Regions from separate parts of the Sus scrofa genome. Here region 2 is linked to region 1. Evidence: chromatin contacts called from public Hi-C data. All regions are on one chromosome and are shown on one strand. Each heading gives the region's core, a stretch centred on a gene start, on an enhancer-like site or on the middle of the called end of the contact. The rest is flanking DNA. Distances are from core to core; before and after follow the strand shown. Region 1 holds the start of TIMM13 (mitochondrial import inner membrane translocase subunit Tim13). Region 2 holds the start of TMPRSS9 (transmembrane protease serine 9).

The links. Hi-C and Micro-C count contacts between places; a contact is called where the count stands out from the background.
Region 2: a contact with region 1 is called in a Hi-C map of epiblast stem cells, with 2.1 times the contacts expected there. The contact joins the promoter of TMPRSS9 here to the promoter of TIMM13 in region 1. A contact is called at or near these places in 2 of 47 Hi-C or Micro-C datasets (embryonic fibroblasts and epiblast stem cells).

Annotation. Positions count from the first base shown.
Region 1 is chr2:76,145,287-76,149,356 of Sscrofa11.1, reverse strand. It overlaps TIMM13 (mitochondrial import inner membrane translocase subunit Tim13), which reads right to left and starts at 2,411. Exons shown (of 3, transcript XM_003353990.4): 1 at 2,225-2,411; 2 at 2,070-2,138; 3 at 1,194-1,899. The coding sequence starts at 2,344. The coding sequence ends at 1,801. LMNB2 (lamin-B2) reads right to left here. Exons shown (of 12, transcript XM_003353991.4): 12 at 2,793-4,070.
Region 2 is chr2:76,226,727-76,230,796 of Sscrofa11.1, reverse strand. It overlaps TMPRSS9 (transmembrane protease serine 9), which reads left to right and starts at 2,353. Exons shown (of 19, transcript XM_021084183.1): 1 at 2,353-2,992. SPPL2B (signal peptide peptidase-like 2B) reads left to right here. Exons shown (of 15, transcript XM_003123025.5): 15 at 1-737.

The DNA of each region.
Region 1 (4,070 bases), core at 1,162-3,661:
TTCAGGCCTGGCCTCTCGAACAGCCTTGTCAGCTTTTTTAGTAAATGGTTCAGAGTCCTCAAGCTTCAGCTGATACTCATACAGGGGGGTATAAGCACTGGGACTGCTGCCTGGTGACAATCAGATATATTTTAGGCAAGTCAGGAACAGCTCTGCTACAGAAAAAAACTATTCCCCAAGTTCAACAGGAAGCAGCCTCAGAAGACACACTTTCACCCTCAAGAATGAGGGGCAAAGGAGTTCCCGTCGTGGCGCAGTGGTTAACGAATCCGACTAGGAACCATGAGGTTGCGGGTTCGATCCCTGCCCTTGCTCAGTGGGTTAAAGGATCCGGCATTGCCGTGAGCTGTGGTGTAGGTCGCAGACTCGGCTCGGATCCTGCGTTGCTGTGGCTCCAGCGTAGGCTGGCAGCTATAGCTCCGATTCGACCTCTAGCCTGGGAACCTCCATATGCCGCGAGAGCGGCCCACGAAATAGCAAAAAGACAAAAATAAATAAATAAATAAATAAATAAAATTTAAAAATTAAAAAAAAAAAGAATGAGGGCAGGGAGTTTTCACTGTGGCACAGTAGATTAAGAATCTGGCTGCAGCGGCTCCAGTTTCTGGCCTGGCACAGCAGGTTAAAGGATCCTGAATTGCCACAGGTGTAACGTAAGTCATAGCTTTGGCTCAGATTCATTCTTCTTCTTCTTCTTTTTGTTTTTTTTATAACAACTGGCCACTCCTGCAGCATATGGAAATTGCCGAGCCAGGGACAGAACCACAGCCACTGTAGAAACAACACCATGTAGTTATGTTGTGAGCCACAAGGGAAGTCCTTTGGTTTGAATTCAATCCCTGGCCCAGGAACTTCCATAGGCCTCACCTGCAGCCATTAAAAAAAAAAAAAAAAAAGAAGAAGAAAAAAAAAAAAGGAATGAGCAATAATAAGGAAGGGAGTAGTTTGTCACCAGAGCTGCTCCAGCCCTTTCCTCACAACCTATCCACCCTGACCTTTTGCAGGAAGGAGGTCCCTGCTCAAAACCTGCCAACCACCACCCCACCTTTTAGTAGGAGTGAACAGAAATCTTTAAAGATTAACTTTCAGTTAATCCTAATGCATAGAACACGAAGACACATACACACAAAAACAAAACCACGAAACCCTGCTGGGAGGAAAATGGTGGCAAATCTGACTTCCAACAAACGCTGTCTCATTATGTGTGGATTTTACTACATTAGCTTATTAAATAACACACGCATCCGCAGCCTCGACCAGACATTAAAGACCAAAAAAGATAAAAAAGAGGTGGCACCCCACTCCCTCGGAAAAAGCTCAGCCCCTTCCCGCGTAGACATACACACAGGCCTCCTTGTTAAAATTAAGCCCCTCTCGCCAGCTAAGAAGCTGATCTGTGAGTTCGTTTGTTCACGCGTCTCCATACTTTAACTGCTGAATAAAGCTTGTGCTGTGTCCATCTCAGCTTCAGGCTCCACGGAACAGAAAAAGAACACCCCCTAGGAGACATAGAGCCTAAGCCGGCCCCCAACAGGGTCCATATGACACAATTCGGTAACAGGGGCACTAGGGAAGGCACCACCCGGGCCAGGGGCCCCCCAGACGCAAGTTACACTCGCCGGCACGTGTGCGCGAACGGGGCACGGAGAAACAGAATACCAACTGTCCCAGCACCAGTCTGGTCCTCATAAACTTCTGGCAGGCAGCACGCACACGTTGGCCCCCGCCTCACAAACAGCATTTATGGAGATGGAACTGGGAGTGGGGTGGGGTGGGAAGTGGGCTGCTGGCGCGTCGCGATCACATGTTGGCTCGTTCTCGCTGCAGCCGAGAGTTGTAGGCACGGGACACGGTGTTCCAGGCGTCCATGTAGCGGTCCATGCACATGGCGATGCACTTCTAGGGACGGGGAGGGCGCGGGGCTCAGGTCTGGACCGCTGGCTGGGACCCCCAACACTCCCAGCAGCGGACTGCGCACGTGCCCACCGCACCGCCCCGTTAGTCCGCGCAGGCGCAGAGACCTCCCTGTCGGTCGGGGCCCACGACCAGTCTGGCTCCCTGGGTTTTACCTGCTCCGAATTGTCCAAGGAGCCCCCCGGCTTCCCGATGCACTTCCGGAAGCACTTGTCCGTCATCCTCTGTGGGGACACACGAGCGCTCAGTTGCGACTCCTCTCCCAGGGGCCCCGACCACCCTCAGCCCCGCCCCCGGCCCGGCCCCGAACCTGCAGCAGCTCCTGCGCGTTGGCCACGGCGATCTGCACTTTCACCTGCTCCATGATAAGCCCCGGGTCCAGCTTCCCGCTGCCGGAGCTCCCGAAATCCGAGCCAAAGCCGCCTTCCATATCTCCGCAAAGTCAACTGGAGTGCGGCCGCGTGCGCCCTCCCCAACCCGCGCCGGAAGTGGGCCGCCCCGTGGACCCACGGGAAATGGAGTCCGGGCACGAGGGAGCATGGGCGGGCGGGATACCCTTACCGCGCGGGGGGAGTCCCGCGCATGCGCAACAGGAGCAGGCCGCCGCCGATTTCCCCGAGACGGATGGAGGCCCAGGGTTCCGCGCTCAGGCCCCGCCCCCCGCGGGTCTCGCCGCGCGTGCGCACGAGGCGGCGGGCACTTCTACACTAGACCTTGAGCCCGGGGAGGGACATGGGCGTGTCACGTGGCCAAAGGGGCGTTGGTGAAACCCGTGGGTGAGGAATGCCAAAAACTAGGATAGCGGGTCAAACTAGGAACATTAGAGGATGAGAGCTCCCGCTCCAGCTGGCTGGCGTCGGAGTGAACTCAGAGGGAGATTTTTAAAACCAAAATGTTTATTGGAGTGTTGTATAAAAGTTTCCAGTCATAAAAGGTATATTACAAATCATTGGAGAAAGCAAAACACACGTTTGGCATGCATCTTAAAAATCACCCACAGATGTCTGAAATGTGTCCAGACAGCCGGGTTCTTGAAGCCGAGTCCACCAGCATGTTGTACAGATGATCCCTTACGGGTTGGAATTAAGACCTTTCCAGTAGCTTTAATGTCCTTGAGGAATGTCAGTCCCAACTCGGATATGCTGATATAAATAGAACTGCTGGGAAGACCGTGTGAGTAAAAACCCCAAGTCAGAAGCCTTGCTGTTAGGAAAACAGCTGAACGCCCAAGTCTTAGGTGAGCACCCAGGCCCCGGGGGAAAGGCAGCAGTGTCTCCCAGGGATTGCCTTGCCGACCTCATCCTTGTAGGCCACTCCTTCCCTGGGCTGGGCCGAGAATGAGTTTTCTCTAAATTGGTGCTACAGTTACTTGCAGTCACATGACAAGGGCTTAGAAAAAAGAATCACTTCGGCATCATTTAAATGGCTGAAAGTTAAGCATGTTAAAGGGCAAGTGCAAATTGTTTCCTAGGCTATGGCTGCCATTTTAACATTGGACTCTTGTTTCCAAATACTTGAATATCCACAACTGTTATCCAACTCCAGCCATAACTGGCCACCAGCCCAGCATACCCACCAAAGGCACCTCAGTGCCTGCCTGGGCCACCTCTAGGGTCCACTCAAGACCTCATCCAGGCAACTGTGGGGCAGGGATATGACCAAAAGGTGGCTTTGAGGCAAATCACCTGCGAGGAACAATCCCAGCCAGGGAGCCTGGGGGCTCTTGCAGGCCCCAGTGCAACCCTGGGGCTGGTTTTTCTGGGCCGGCAGTGAGGGTAGGGCCCTCTCCCTTCCTTCTGGGCCAGAAGCCCTGCCTGCCAAATTGTGTCAGCAATTCAGACCCAAAAGCCAGGACATAGCTTTGACCCCCAAATTTCCAAAATACCTTGAAGGATGTGGCTGAGCCCAGTGCAGTTTCCACATGATTAGGGGTCACCTCCACCCACCCTCCCAGCACCTCATCACGCCCTCCAGACCCTCACTAGCCCTCACTTCCTGCTATGGGGAGGGGTGGGGAACAGCCCACGGCCTCAGAGGCCTGGAAGCCTCTCACTCTTGGGGAAGGTCACACACTGGGTGGGGATGGTGCGTTGCCAGGGCAGGAAATGCTCACCAGGGGCCTGCACCTTCCCCGAGAGGCGAGGCTCTGGTGAGAT
Region 2 (4,070 bases), core at 1,104-3,603, 81 kb before region 1:
TGCACGCTCTCAGCCCCATCCAGTGCACGCACCTCAGCCTCCAGCTACAGCAAAGGCGGGGAGCTTCTGGAATGTGGGAGGATATTTGGAACTGGCGTTATGTCTTCTACCTCACCGACAGGGTTCTCTGAACCTCAGGACAGATGCCGCCGGCCCCCATGTCACCACCTGGCGACAGAGCCCTGCCTGCTCCTCCCCATCCATGACGAGAGGGAAGGCACAGACCCTCTGGCTCCAGGGCCAGCTCTGTGTCCCTCTGGTCCCGCCGCTGTGCTGCAGATGGCAGGTGGGGGCCAAACCACGATCCATTCCAAACAATACCAGCGCCAGACAGACTCACCCTCTCTGTCAGCCACGCCTTTCGAGAGAGAAATGATGTTTATTCCTAAAAAAATCAGACGACAACTTCCACCTGGTTAGGTATGTGTCTTAAAAAGAAACTGGTGTGTGGGTGGGGGTGGAGCAGCTGGACCTGCCAGGACCCACGGGAGACCGTGGCCTTGGAGCTGGACCTGGGCTGCAGGCACAGGGCAGCCTCGGGGGAGGGCCCCAGTCTGGCCTTCCTCTAAGCCATTTTGTATGGTGGTGTAAGAACACGGAATCTATTCTTTTCTGTTTTGGAAGTTTGACAAATGTCAAGGAATTCAAAGGCAGATGTTAGTTCCTGAAGTTTCCGTTTGCGGTTTTTGCCTTGCTTCTGTTCGAATCTTATAATTAAATACAGCTTTTGATATTTACACCTGAGTCTTTGCCTTTTCTGTGGAGCTGGGGGAGGCCTCGGTGGGCCAGGCCTGGGCGGCCTTCGTCCTGCAAGGGTTCCAGTGTGGAGGGAGGCGCCAGGAGCAAATCCACAGCCGCTAAGACAGGGTTCCAGCTTTGCTGCAATGCGGTGCCTTCCTTCAGGGAGGTGAGGGTCGCAGGAAGCTTAGAAGCTTTTGGATACTGCTAGCTTGTCTGTGATGATCTAAGAAGCATGGAATCACCAAGAGCAGGGCCTGCAGACTTTCTGGAAAGAGCCAGATGGTTGCTGTCACAACCAATCAGCCAGCTGTGTAGCTGGGAGCATCAGACAATGTGTAAACAGACAGGCATCAGACAACATGTTTTCGGTGTTAACTGTGGCCAGAAACTTGGTGGGCACCAAAATGTGCATTCATGCAGTTTTCACAGGTTACAAAATACTCTGTTAGATACTTTTCAACTATTTAATAACATAAGGCCCTTGCTTAGCCAGCAGCTGCCCAAAGCAGGTGGCGGCCGCAGCAGGTGGAGCACAGATCTCGAGGGTTGCAGGTTGCATGCATGGTGGGGCAGCTGGCCCTGTCCTAACGTGTGTCAGCTGATGCCAGCCCCTCCTTTACACATAGGGAAGGCAAGGCTCCGGGGCTGGCTCCCCCAGGTTCGTATCAGGCACTCGCCACAGTACCATCAGTGTTTTGCGTCTGAACTACAAAGTGGACCAAAAGTGTGAGCACAGTGATTTTCTTTCACTAAGCAGGGCAGATCTGACATATTTCTCATTCATTCACAGGCTCCTTCACTCATTTGTTCATGGCAGGCCTACTCTGTGCCAGGCCCTCTGCTCAGGCCCAGGACCCGTGTGTGAGTCTAGGAAGACAGCCCATTCTGGTGAGGAAGGATAGGACTCAGCACAGGAGAGGCCTCCGGCTCCGTCTTGTGGGGCAGGTGGCAGGGCAGGCTGCCTGGAGGAGGCAACTGTTGAGCCGAGAGATACTAGAAGGGCTGTTTCCCGCTGCAGCTGCGGTGGGGAGGTGAGAGGAGGGCAAGAAGCCTGGCTTGAGAGGGGTGGGGATGGTCAGCCACATGAGGAAGTCACCACCTGGATGTCACCAGCAGGTGAGGGGGCTGGTTTTCTAGAAAGAGCCTGGCGGCTTCCCTGGCAAAAAAAAAAGATAGCCCCCAGGAGTCATGAGCTTCTCCCACACAGCTGTCCAGCTCAAAGTGGGATGCAAAATAAACACCTGGATTCAATCACAGCCCAAGGGATTGATAAATATTGTTGGTGATTGTGGCCACGTATCACACTGAAGTAAACTGTCAGGAACGGGGAACTGGGGCCAGGTATGTGGGTATTATCTTCACAACTTTTCCATAAACGTGAAACTTCCAAAATTAAAATTCGTTAGCGGAGTTCCCGTTGTGGCTCAAAAGGTTAATGATCTGGCTTGTCTCTGTGGTGTTGCCAGTTCAATTCCCAACCCGGTGCAGTGGGTTAAGAAGCCAGCATTGCCCCAGCTGTGGCATAGGTCGAGAATGTGGCTTGGGTTCAAACCCTGGTCCAGAACTTCTATATGCTGCAGGTGTGGCCGGAAAAAAAGGAGAAAAGTTCATTTAATAATCACTGGGAGTTCCCAGGTGGCTCAATGGGTTAAGGATCTCATTGCCATTGCTGTGGCGCTGGTTAGAAATCATAATTATTCACACAGAACCCCTCCCCAAGCTCTTTCCTACCCTGAGCATCTGCTCTCACAGGTCCAGGGCACACCTCCCCTGCCTTCTGTCCAGGGTCATCTGCCCAGGCCAGTGCCCTCCACCCAGACCTCACAGACCTTGCGCAGCTCCCGAAAGTCCGAGGGTTCAGAACCCACCTCCCCACATGGCTCTGGGAACGGCGTGCCCACTCCCCTCCCCTCTGCTGGCCCAGCCCTTTCACACAGGGGGCCTTCATGGGACACACCTGGGCTCCCACAACCCCACTGTCCTTTCAGAGTCCCCCCCCACACACCGCAGGGTGTCAGAGGTGGGGGAGGGCCTGGGTGGGTCGCAGGGGTGCAGGGGAAGGGGCGCAGTGGGGGGCTGTCATGGGAAGCTGGGGAAGGCGGCGCCCCCAGCTCAGGTGAGGCCGGGGTGAGCGGGAGGGCGGGGCCTTCACTGGTGCCGCCCCCAGCCCCGCCCTGTCCGCGAGGCTTTAGGCTCCCGGGGTCGGTTCGCTGCGGGAGTGGGGCCGCGGTGCAGCGTCCGGCAGAGCGCGGTGAGTCTGGCGTCACGAAAATGAGGCGGCAGCCCTCTCCCTGCGCCTGGCTTCGTCGGGTTCTCGCGGGGGACCCGTCAGGCTGTGTAGACGCCGCAGGTGGTATAGATGTGGTTCGGGCTGTTGGACGCGTCGGACTGTGTAGACGCCCCCCGGGGTTGTGAATGAGGCCGGGCCCTGTAGACGCAGTCGGGTACCCGGGGTTTGGGGGGACCCCGAGGGCTCCCTGTCCCCGACGGCCACTCTCCCACCTTCCCACCCGGTAACTCGGGTAAACCCGCGGTGGTGCCTCTGCAGGAGCTGCGACAGGCGGTGGAGGGTGGGGGTGGCAGGAAACCATGGACCAAGACTGGGAGGTTTCTGGGGGTTTGCTGAGGGGACCCTTGCTTACCTCCCTGTGGCTCCTCTCAGGCAATCCCTTGCTTGTGAGTGAAAATATAACAAGGACTTGGGGGTAACAGTTTAGGGAGGGTGTGGTCACAGGGCCTTAATTTTGGGTGTGGGTCGTATGGGGGAGGGGCCGTAGAGTCAGTTACCTGGGGCTGGAAGCTTCCCCCACTCTCCCCCTACCCATTGCTGGGGAAGGTGGCTGCCCAGGGGTCCTCCATGGAGGGCCCTCCTGTCCCTGTCTCACCTGGGGTCAATCTGGGGCTCCCAGCCCAGGTGTGGTGTGTTTATAGTTGTGAGTGGGATTAATTGTAGGGCCAATGATGGATTGCCTATGGCTGTGTGTGGTTGTGTCCTTGCCTGTTGGTGTGTGTTGTGTGTGTAACTAGTATGTGACTACACATGTGTGTCACAGTAGTGTGTGGCTATGTGCATGATCACACTGAGATCCTGTATGATTTTGTGTGTATGTGTATGGGCCCTGCTTCCCAATTTCCTTGTTTGGGAAGTAGGGACAGGAATTCCTGATGCTCCACAGGAACCCCCAGGACGCAGCATGTACCCTCCTGTGCCACCACATCAGGTGTCACCTTGGACCTGCCCACCGTGTGGGACAGTGGTGGACAGGCCCCGAAGCCCAGCCTGGGTGAGATCCATGTTGTTCAAAGCACACTTGGCCAGATTCTGAATG